Linked DNA regions of Sus scrofa: all the other regions are linked to region 3. The links are chromatin contacts, called in public Hi-C and HiChIP or PLAC-seq maps. All regions are on one chromosome and are shown on one strand. Each heading gives the region's core, a stretch centred on a gene start, on an enhancer-like site or on the middle of the called end of the contact. The rest is flanking DNA. Distances are from core to core; before and after follow the strand shown. Region 1 overlaps MFSD14A (hippocampus abundant transcript 1 protein). Region 2 holds the start of TRMT13 (tRNA:m(4)X modification enzyme TRM13 homolog). Region 3 overlaps CDC14A (dual specificity protein phosphatase CDC14A).

Region 1 (3,596 bases), core at 1,077-3,576, 350 kb after region 3:
TCATGGCCTAATAGTTAAGGATGTGGCATTGTCACTGTTCTGGTGTGGGTTTGGCCTGGGAACGGCATACCACAGGAGTGGCCAAATAATTAAAAATTTTTAAAAAATAAAATCAAGTAATTCTTACTGAGAAATGGCTGGGGAAAAGGAAAAGCAAACTGTCCTTGCTTTTACTTCTTTCCTATGTGACTCTGGGCAAGTCATTTAAAAAGTCTAACCTGTTTACTCTTCTAGAAAGCAGAAATACAACCACTTATTCACAAGGACGGTATGGCGTTTTAATGTAGAATGGGATATCAAACATTACATCCAACTGGACAGTGTATTGGGTGTTATTTCTGCAGGGCTTTGGTTGGGGTGGGGGGGTAGATGTTGAGAACCAGGTATAATCCACAGGAAAAAAAAAAAAGTGTTTTCAAACATTTGCTAGTAACTGCTGGCAAGGTTCCCAGAGACTTGTGATTCAATGGGAGGAAATCACTAATTTGATCTAAATGTACTACCAGCTTGATGTTTAAGTGTTTTTGATAATTTAAACTGAGCATCTCTGAACAAGCGAGACTGAAAACTAAACATCCACTAAAACCCACTCTTGGTGCAGAGATGATGTATTCAGCTGAGTGAAACACTCCTGCAAACTGGTGTTGGGTCCCCTAAGACCTGAGCACAAGGAGGTGTGCATGGGCAGCCTGACACTCGCAGCACCGTCCCTGTCACCTCCCTGCAGGAAACCACACGGGCAAGAAGAGCAAAGAGTCCTCCCAGCATGAAGCTGGGACCAAAACAACTGGACTTTGCCCAGTTCTGGTTTGCCCTCAGTAATGCTCACAGGTGTTACTCAACTTTTTTTCCCTAACCTTGATGCCTCGGGATTCCATGATTTTCCTGACAGACCGAGCTGGATTAAATGCTCATTAGAGATTCAGAAACTCAATTATCTCATTCAAAAACCCCAGCTGTCCCTTAGATATAAAATGCTAGCGTTCCCGCTGTGGAATGATGGGATCTGCGGTGTCTCTGGAGCACTGGGACACAGGTTCCACCCCAGCTGGGTACACTGGGTTAATAACTTAAGGATCCGGTGTTGCCGTAGGTGCAGTGGAGGTCGCAACTGTGACTCGGATTTGATCCAAGTTCCCTGGCCTGGGAACTCCATGTGCCACAGGGTGGCCAAACAAAGAAAAATGTCACTTTGCTATCCTCAAGCCACTGTAGAATATGCAAATACACAAGTGAGAAATCTGCCATATACATTTTGAGAGAGGGGGAAAAAAAGCATACTAAGAGAAGTTAAAAGTATAAGCCTTAGCTGAAAAGCAAAAATTAGGAACTATGAAAATGTTGTCAATTACACCTCAATAAAGCTGAAAAAAAGAAAAGACAAATATCAAAATTAAGAAAATTAAAATATTTATACCTACCAAGGTTCTGAACCAAATCCATACCATGCCAGCTGTAATATTTGAAATCCCAGACCCAGTAAAATGGTGTTCTTATTTCCAATTGACCTCATAAGTAAACTTAAGACTATGGTCTGGAAAATAAGAAAAACCAAAAAGGTTAGAATAAACTTTTTAATACTGAAAAAAGACAAAATACTTAGTGGCTTCTTTTGATCTATAATATAAAAGTACTATTATCAGTTTTTTACATTTGGACTTTTCAGCAACAATTGTCCTGAAAATATCTGAAACCATTACTCCAAGTCATATAAGCAGAAGAAAGGTTTCCTCTGTTGCTACAGATCCAGATTCAGGGAAAAAGTCAGAAAACTGAAAATAGAAAGGTGAACTTTGTGTTCAATACATTTCTACTGAGGACTACTTAAAATCAGAAATTGTTGGAGTTCCCCTGTGGCTCAGTGGGTTAAGGATCCCAGAGTTATCATTACTTTGGCTCTGGTTACAGCTGTGACATGGGTTCAGTCTCTGGACTGAGAACTTGTGCATGCTGTGGATGCAGCCAAAAAGAAAGAAAGAAATTGCAAACAGTAGAGTCAAAAGTTCTAACCTATGGATAGCCCTGTTACATAATAGTTTTTAGGTCCAAACTGATCCAAAATGCTTTTTGTCCTGACTGAAAATAGTATAACTACTCATATATCCTTCACCTAAATTAGCCTACTGCTAAAACCACGATGCTTTTATGAACAGGACATCAGTTTAACAAGTATGACCTGAAAGTGGTATTATATTACAATAATAAATAAGAACACGGCCTTGGAAAAACAGCCTCAATCACCATCTTGGCTCTAACCATGTGACCCTGGGCATGTCACTTCACTCAGTTTGGTCTCTTGCAAAATCATATTTATTTCAAAACTTCATCATGTGAGATAGATGAAATGATACACTGAGCGTTCATTGTGCCTGGCATAGTTAAGCATTTCAGAAACAGTATTATGGGAGTTCCCGCTGTAGCACAGTGGGTTAAGAATCCAACTGCTTGGGTGGCTTGTGTTGCTGTGGAGGTGCAGGTTTGATCCCCGGCCTGGTGCAGTGGGTTAAAGATCTGGCGTTGCTGCAGCTGTAGCTTAGATTCAATTCTTGGCCTGAGGAACTTCCATACAGCATGGATGGGGCCATAAAAAACAAAAAATATTATGAACTGGGTTTTCTTGGTTTTCCTTTTTTTTCCCTTTTTTTTTTTGGTGACACCTTCAGCATCCAGAAGTTCCTGGGCCACAGACTGAACCCATGCCACTGCTGTGACTTGCACCATATCGGTGACAGTTAGGTCCTTAAATTGCTGTGCCACTAGAGAACTCCTTTTCTTTCAAAGCTAATAAAAATCCAACAATAATTTGGGGACATTACTATTAAATACACCCCTTAAGCTGGTTAAGTCCAAAGAAGAAGTGAAAATAATTCAGGAAATCAGTATTTGATGAACTGGCTGATACTCTAAACTCAAAATTACTCAGTATGAGTTTAAAATTCTTTAAGTTGAGACAACCATGTAAGAGTTGAATCAGATTTAATCACAATTAAACCAGTGGGAAGCAAATTATTCTTAAAAAAAAAAAGATTCTTTACAACACTCATAGCTTTCTTAAGATTCTTCCTTGAATTAGATAAGAACAAGATTTAGCCACAAAAAGGGGACTCAGCCGGAGTAAGCAGTTAGCAGAGAAAAACTCCCCGTGTATATGATATTCTACCCAGGACACTGATTTTCTCCCTAAGGCAGGAACTTTTTTCTCATTTATTTTTGTATCCCCAGCACCCAGTGTAAGTTCTTACTAAGTACTTTTGGAAAGCATGTGTAATTTAAAATGTCACAATATTAATAATAATGGAACACATTCCATACATGGGATATATAGTGTGCTAGACAGGGGGAAAAACCAGTATCCCTTAATTCAGTATAAGTCTCATTTTAAAGATGAAAGAACCAAGTCCCAAAGGTTAAAATGACTTGTGACTTAAGCAAGATGACACAGCTAATTCACAGTTAACTGGCATCAACTCTGATCACTCAGTCAACAAGTATTTGCCCAGTTTCTTGCTTCCTTCCTTCCTCTTTTTTCCTTTTTGTCTTTTAGTGCTGCACCTGAAGCATATGGAGGTTCCCAGGCTAGGGGTTGAATCGGAGCT
Region 2 (3,418 bases), core at 92-2,591, 280 kb after region 3:
GTCTGGTCACGGTGAAGTGTAAGGTCTTAGAGTGAGGACAAAGGCCTCCTCCAATCATAAAGCTCATTTTTCGATCAGGGGATGTTTGCTGGTCCCCTCAAAACCAGCCAAGGCAACAGTGAGTGTACTTCAAAGAGTCCTTGTAAGTCACAAGTCACTTACATTCCAAAACAAGAATCTGCTTGTTTTAGTACACTTCACTCTACGCAAATGTCAGTCAAATCAACACATGAAGTACAGCTTTGGCTATGAGGGACAGTAGCAGATGGCAGGGCTGGAGGGGGTGTGTGTGCGCGCGCGCACGCGCATCTGTATTAGACATTGCCTAGCAGGAGAAACCATCGGACTCACAAAGAAAAGAAATGTAAATAACACCGGACATTCAGAAGACATGAAATCAGATGCTTGTCTATTTGGTTTAATTGTTCTAAAAGCTATCAAACATGCTCTTTCTATAAGCATTCTGCTCTTGCTGTTTTTAAAATTTTCTATCATATATCTCCTAAAGAAAAACACATACATAAAGATATATAGTTCGACATCACAATCATACGTTTAATGGAACAAAATCATACAGTTTCTGTTCTCAGTGTTGAGTCAATTCTTACATGTTTTTAAATCTTTCCTTCCCCTTTGCAGCAAAGTAGTTATTAGTTGCTTTCAAAAGACTGTACATCTAATTCACAAGAAGTGACTCACAATAATTCACAAGAAGTGATTATCGTTCACAAAACAATGAAAACACAATGAGTGAAACCTTGGGATCTGTCTTCTTTCTAAACCACCACTTCCCATCAGGAAGGCGGAGAGTGAGCGGAGCGCAAGAAGCGGTAGTCTGCGGTAAAACTACAATCTAGCGTTACCACGAGTTGGTATCAAGATAAACGGGTCACTGCTGGCGCTTTACTTAGTACAAGACAACACTGCACTTCACTACGGCTCATCATCGCTCCCTAGGGAGGCCAGGACTGCGTTTATCACGGGAAAAGCTGGAAACTCCAGGGGACAGAAGCAGAAATCTGTCAGAGAGGGAAAGTGCCGGACCAGGAAACTTATTTCCGACCCTCGAGAGGGTAAGGCGATACCAGACCTCCGCCGCTCCAGCGTGTTCACCACAGAACCTTTTCCCCGCTGCCACCACCATCCTGCAGAACCGCTTCTTCTTTTCCACATAGTAACCGCATCGCCCCTCTGCTGGAGAGTCAGTTCCATGCGGTGTCGGCGCAGAAGCCGCCATAATTCAGGGCTTACTTCAGGTAGCAAGCATCGATCCGGCGAAGAGAGGAAAAGTTGTTAGCGCCTCTCGGGTTCCCTTCCCTTAACAAATATGGCGGCCTCGGATCCCGCCACGCAGGAGGGTACCCGGAACGACCGCCCAGCCGTCACAAAACCGGAAGAAGCTGATGGTGGCCGGCGAGGCCCAAACCTCCTCCGTATCGTCTCTGCTTCACTTTCCCCGCCTCTTCCGCGGAAGCCGAGCGCCAAACTTAAACAGGCCCCGGAGGCCTTTCAGGCTAGTACCGCTGACCCGCCGGCCCGTTTGGGTTTTTCCGCACACCGGCCGGGGCAGGGGTTCAGCATGAGCCAGATTCTGTTCCAGCAACTCGTCCCGTTGCAGGTGAAATGTAAAGACTGCGAGGAGAGGTGAGGGCCGCGTTACTCTGTGCCCGCGGGTGGCGGTTAGGGGTCGGGCCAAGGGGGAAAGATGGCGGCTCCGGCCGGTGGGCCCCGGCCTGCGCTGGGTGTGCGGCCCATCTCCCCGGGCCGCGGAGACAGAGCTGGCTGGGACCTCGTGGTCGTTTCAAAGTCTGCCGTTGCTGGGGAGGGAAGAGTGAGGAATGGGTCGCCGACCCGCATCAGTTTTTGTGTGTGTTTTTTTTTAAGTCTTATCTCTGGATGTTGTCATGGAGATGATAGCCCATTTCTCTTTTTGACGGATAAGAAGTCTGGCTCAGAGAAATTAAGTAATTTGCGTGAGAGCTCACGAGTTCACGGCGGGCGGGCACTAGAATTCAGGCTTTGGCTCACGGCCCTTTTTCCCCCCTCTCTCCTTTGAACGCTACTGGAAGTAAATGCAAGGTTAGACTTAAAAAAAAAAAAAAAACTCTACAAATTTGTGGTGTATTGCCTCTCTTTCGTCATAGTTACTAAAAATAAATTACGTGTAATAAATTGAAAAACAATTGTTGAAAACCATATATTCATTTAGTCATTCAACAAACGTTGAACACTCTTCCTGGGCACCGGGGATACAGTGATCAGGAGAGTTCTTGTGTTGGTGGAGTTTACAGTCTGGTGAGGGTGGAAATAAAGGCCAGTATCACAGATAAATGTAAAAGTTACAACTTTGGTTAAAGAGGTGGTGCTGTTGAGGCCGAAGTAGGGAGATTTGGCAGGAGATTTCAATTTTGTCTCAAGTGCACCACTCAGTGTCAGCTGGCTCCTCTCTGAACCTTGATTTTCCTCATTAGTAAAGCTGATAAAACATGGCTACCTACATGGTTGGTTGTTAATGAGGATCAGGTGTGAAAATATATGTGAAAACTAAGTGGTGTGGAAATGTGACATTAAAAGAAATGAAGACATTGATTTGTTGAGCTGCCAGTGATGTGAAATTAGTATGTAGTTCAGAATTAGGTCCAGAATCAATTGGCAAGCCAGGGAGGAGATGGTACCAAAACCAGCAGCTGTAAATGGAGATTTGTAGACTAGTTGGTTATTCTTTTGTGCTGCCCAATATGGGAGCCACTATGTTTATTGGACATTTGAAATGGAGCTAATCGGAACCGATGTGGCATGAGTAAAATGCACGTTGGACTTTGAAAACTTACTATGAGAAAAAAGGTATGTAAAATGTTTCCATTTTTATATTGATGGAATTTATAAATCATTATCTTAACATGTATTTTGCATTTTGCATATATAGGCAATATTTTGGATATATAGGGTTAAATATTAAAATTAATTTATCCGTTTTAATTTTTTAAATGTGGCTTCTAAAAAGTTAAAGATTACATAGGTGGCTTCATTGTATCTCTGTTGGACAGCCCTGTTCTGGAATGATTATAGAGAGATAAAATGTTGGGGGGGCATAATTTCTGATTCCAATATTGAAACTCCTAGCACTTCTTCATCTCATTACATTGTCATCACAGTTACCTCCTTAAAACACTATTTCAGCCTTTTCATTTCTCTTGCTTAGAAAGGTTTCATGTATTCCTTTCTCCTGCAGCAGGGGTCAGCACACTATTAGAGCCCATGGACCAAATGGCCCACTGCCTTTTTTTGTAAAGCTTTATTTTATATTTTTACAGTAGCATCTGTAGCATAAGGAAGTTCCCCAGCCAGGGGTTGAATTGGAGCTGCAGCTGAGGCCTACACCACAGCCACAGCAATGCCAGGTCTTTAACCCATTGGG
Region 3 (3,282 bases), core at 495-2,994:
CCCAGATGCAAGCACCAGCCTTCAGGCTCCCAGCACCCGCCCAGCTCCCTGGGTCTGGGAACCCCACGTTTTCTTTTCTGTCCCCTCAGCCTTAAAGGCAATAGCTATTTCTTCCTTAATATGCTGGATTTTTTGTGGGGTTTCGTTTTTGTTTTTGTTTTTTTCAGTTACCCTTTTACTTTTTAGCCTTCTCTCTGACAAATTCCTTATACTGCATTCCCTCTGTTCGAAATTAAGTAGCTTCCATTTCAGGCTGGATCCTACTGATACACGAGCTCTCTCAGATCCTGTTCATTTTCTAAACCTCATTCTCCAGCCTCCCCTTGAAGGCTGTGAGCTCCCCAATACAATTCCAGTATGCCTTTTGGGTTCCGTTGATGAGAATTGGTTCCGCTGCCTGCAACACAGAGCCCTAACTGGCCAAGGTCACACAATGACTGGAGGCAGAATGAGCAGACTGGCCTAACCGATCCACAGTACAGCTATGCTATTTTCACAAGCCATGCTGCTTTGGAGCAAACAGGTAATATGAAGCTCATTCACGATGTTCTGCACAGAAACAGTGACTTATACACATTTAGAGAAAACATGCCTTTCAACTTGGAAAAATTCAAATCTGTTTTCTTAGTTGGTTTATTTGCTCAAATCATTTTACAGCCTAAAGGGGAAAATAACTGAGGCTGGCATAAGGAAACAGGAGCTTCTCTATCATGGGAGAAATGGAAGGAGAGGACCCATAATACGTGGCACGGGACCTTCTCCTGGTGTGACAGGCTGACAAGTGCTTCTGACCCTGGGTTCCTAGCATACCTGGCACCTCTGTGGCGACTCCCATGAAATGTGCTCACAGTTCATTGGGTGTCTGTCCCCTCCCCTCCTCCACCAAGGCTGTAAGAACTTCTCTTCATATTTGAGTTTCCATCAGCAGTAAATGGCATTACAAATAATACACTCAAATCAACTATCAAGAGAAACCGTGTCTGTCTTTTGAGAAAAGAACCCTGAACAGTTATCCAAATATGGCAGTGGGGCATTGAAATAGTAACAATAACAATAATAATCACTCTAACATTTACCGAAGTGCTTACTTTGTGCCAGGTACTAAGCTTAGTGCTTCATGAATATTATCTCATTCAGCCTTACAATGGCTCAGTCCCTGTTGCCTGCGAAAGGGGACTGGCCCCTGCACACACTGCTGGGAAGAGAGAGAGGCAGCATTTGAACATTGGCAGTCAGATTCCAGGGCTTGTGCTGAGGCTGATTTCAGGTAAAGTCCAACTTGATTCAATTAGTTAGGTCTTCAAAAAATGAGACAGGACTGAACATTTGAGGCTGCACTTCCTAGAGCTGGTTGAGGAAGTTTCTTTAAATCCTCAAAAGGTCCTACTGTATAGCACAGGAAACTATATACAGTCTCCTGGGATAGAACATGGTGGAAAATAATCTTTTTTGAATGTATGTAGGTATATACACATACATATATTTGTATGACAATCACTTTGCTGTATAGCAGAAATTGACACAACATTGTAAATCAACTGTAAATTTAAAAAATCCTCAAAAGCATTTCAAATGAGTTATAACCAAAAAAAAATGACAATAACCTCCGAACAACTATTTGTGGGTGTTTTCGGTGTATCTGGATGCTTTTAAGGGGGGAATGGCTTTGGTAATGCGCACAGAGCTGACGGAGCATGTGTCCAACCCTGTGTCCAATCTGATCCTTACTCCATCTGGCCACTAGATGGTGCCCTGGCATCAGTAAAGCACAGGCAGAGCCCTGGCATTGACCAAAGAGATGCAATTTCAGAGCTAAGAGAGATTGTAAAATTCATCTCTTCCCAGCTTCTCTGTGAAAGTTAAGCAACTGAAGAACAGTAGAGTCAAATGATTATTCCACCCATTTTCCCTTAAAACTGAAAACTGCAAAATAAGCAGGTAAATGTGGACAGCAATAAAATATGTTTATTAGGTCCATAGTGATAAAACTGTAATCAGAACATCTGCTATCTAGTAAGTACCTATTAATGTGCCTGACACTGCAGAAGGCATTTCCTGTAACATCTCTACTCCTCACCAAATGCCTGCAATGTGCATCCTATTTCCCCATTTGACACAAAGAGGAAACTGATGATGAGAGAAGAACATTCAGGAACTCTCAGAAGTTCACACAGCCAGTTTAAGGTGGAGCCAGGAGTCAGTCAGCTCAGGCTCTTCACACCTGGCTGGCTTCTCTCTTTAAATGAGCAGGCTGACACTTCAAATTGTTGGGATTCCCTGTCTCAAGGGTTTTTTTCTCTGTGCTTGCTTGCTTTCCTTAAAAAAATAGAGATGAAGGGCATGTTCCCATCTGAGAATTTGGAGGGGGGGGATTTGAAATCTGAAATATGCTTTGTTCTACTGCTATATTATTCATTTATCAATTCAAACTTGTTTGACCAAAAAAGGGTAGGAGGTAAGGTTCCCCCGCCCCCTTGGCAAAACAATGTGAACAATGATGACTGAAAGAAGCTCCTCCTTGGTCTCTGTTGACACAACACATTACTTAAAACAGTTACAATGCATTCTGCCAGATCCCAAGATTTTAGGGCTTCCATTTGCTACATCCTAGCAACAGCTATTTAAGTGTTAATTCCTTAAAAATCCACCTTCTCTACTAACAAACCCCTAAAATGACTTTCGGTCTCCTCAGGAAACTCAGGATTTCTCAACTCAAAAAGAAAAATGAAAAAAAGAAAAAAAAAAAAAGAATGAGCCAGCATTTCAGGGTAATTGGATCAAGTTTATTAATTCCATCAGAGAATTATTAAGTCCAAAAAGGATTTACAAACTTAAAACCCTTTACCAAAAATACCATGAAGTTTCCAGTGAGTATCAGATCTAAAATGGGGATTCCAGTAAATTATCAATATTTTACCAACAATAGCCTTAAATGAAATTGTTGCAGACAAAAAAACTGGCAAGTATCAGGTAAGCAGCAATTTCAGACCTTTTTTTCTCAATGTGAGAGGGCACCATACATGCAAAGAAAAAAACCATGTATTCAGAGCAAATGATATCTTAACAGTGGCTATTTCTAAGTTATATAATTACAGGTGACTTTTTATATAGATTGCTTAAACTTTCTGTAGTGAAATATACTGCCTCTGTAATAAAATTAAAAATAACAGACTTTAATCAGAGAGATCTGTGTTTGAATCGACACCCTGCCACTTTCCAGCTGTGAGAAGCTGGCCAAGTTAGGTTACCAAGCTTCCATCTTCTCTTCCGTAAAGTAACTAC

The links. A called contact is a pair of places that touch in the nucleus more often than the background predicts. HiChIP or PLAC-seq counts read pairs in DNA pulled down with a chosen protein or histone mark.
Region 1: a contact with region 3 is called in an H3K27ac HiChIP or PLAC-seq map of alveolar macrophages. The contact joins two enhancer-like sites. A contact is called at or near these places in 2 of 47 Hi-C or Micro-C datasets (embryonic fibroblasts and liver) and 1 of 2 datasets of contacts at active chromatin or transcription factors (alveolar macrophages).
Region 2: a Hi-C map of epiblast stem cells shows a contact between it and region 3, with 1.9 times the contacts expected there. The contact joins the promoter of TRMT13 here to the enhancer-like site in region 3. A contact is called at or near these places in 2 of 5 promoter capture datasets (fetal liver and liver) and 6 of 47 Hi-C or Micro-C datasets (alveolar macrophages, embryonic fibroblasts, epiblast stem cells and 3 more).

The regions. Positions count from the first base shown.
Region 1 is chr4:118,053,220-118,056,815 of Sscrofa11.1, forward strand. It overlaps MFSD14A (hippocampus abundant transcript 1 protein), which reads right to left. Exons shown (of 13, transcript XM_013997351.2): 9 at 1,422-1,534. Among named protein-coding and RNA genes, the nearest start is that of MFSD14A, 35 kb to the right of the region's middle. Within about 2 kb of position 2,327, at least 4 of the 83 cell types and tissues checked have an H3K27ac peak or open chromatin away from gene starts, as enhancers often do. A contact at or near this core is called in alveolar macrophages, where this site is marked.
Region 2 is chr4:117,984,292-117,987,709 of Sscrofa11.1, forward strand. TRMT13 (tRNA:m(4)X modification enzyme TRM13 homolog) reads right to left here and starts at 1,342. Exons shown (of 10, transcript XR_002343574.1): 1 at 1,091-1,342. It overlaps SASS6 (spindle assembly abnormal protein 6 homolog), which reads left to right and starts at 1,308. Exons shown (of 17, transcript XM_021090148.1): 1 at 1,308-1,644. The coding sequence starts at 1,328.
Region 3 is chr4:117,702,332-117,705,613 of Sscrofa11.1, forward strand. All of the region lies in intron 8 of CDC14A (dual specificity protein phosphatase CDC14A), which reads right to left. Among named protein-coding and RNA genes, the nearest start is that of GPR88, 80 kb to the left of the region's middle. Within about 2 kb of position 1,745, at least 9 of the 83 cell types and tissues checked have an H3K27ac peak or open chromatin away from gene starts, as enhancers often do. A contact at or near this core is called in alveolar macrophages and epiblast stem cells, where this site is marked.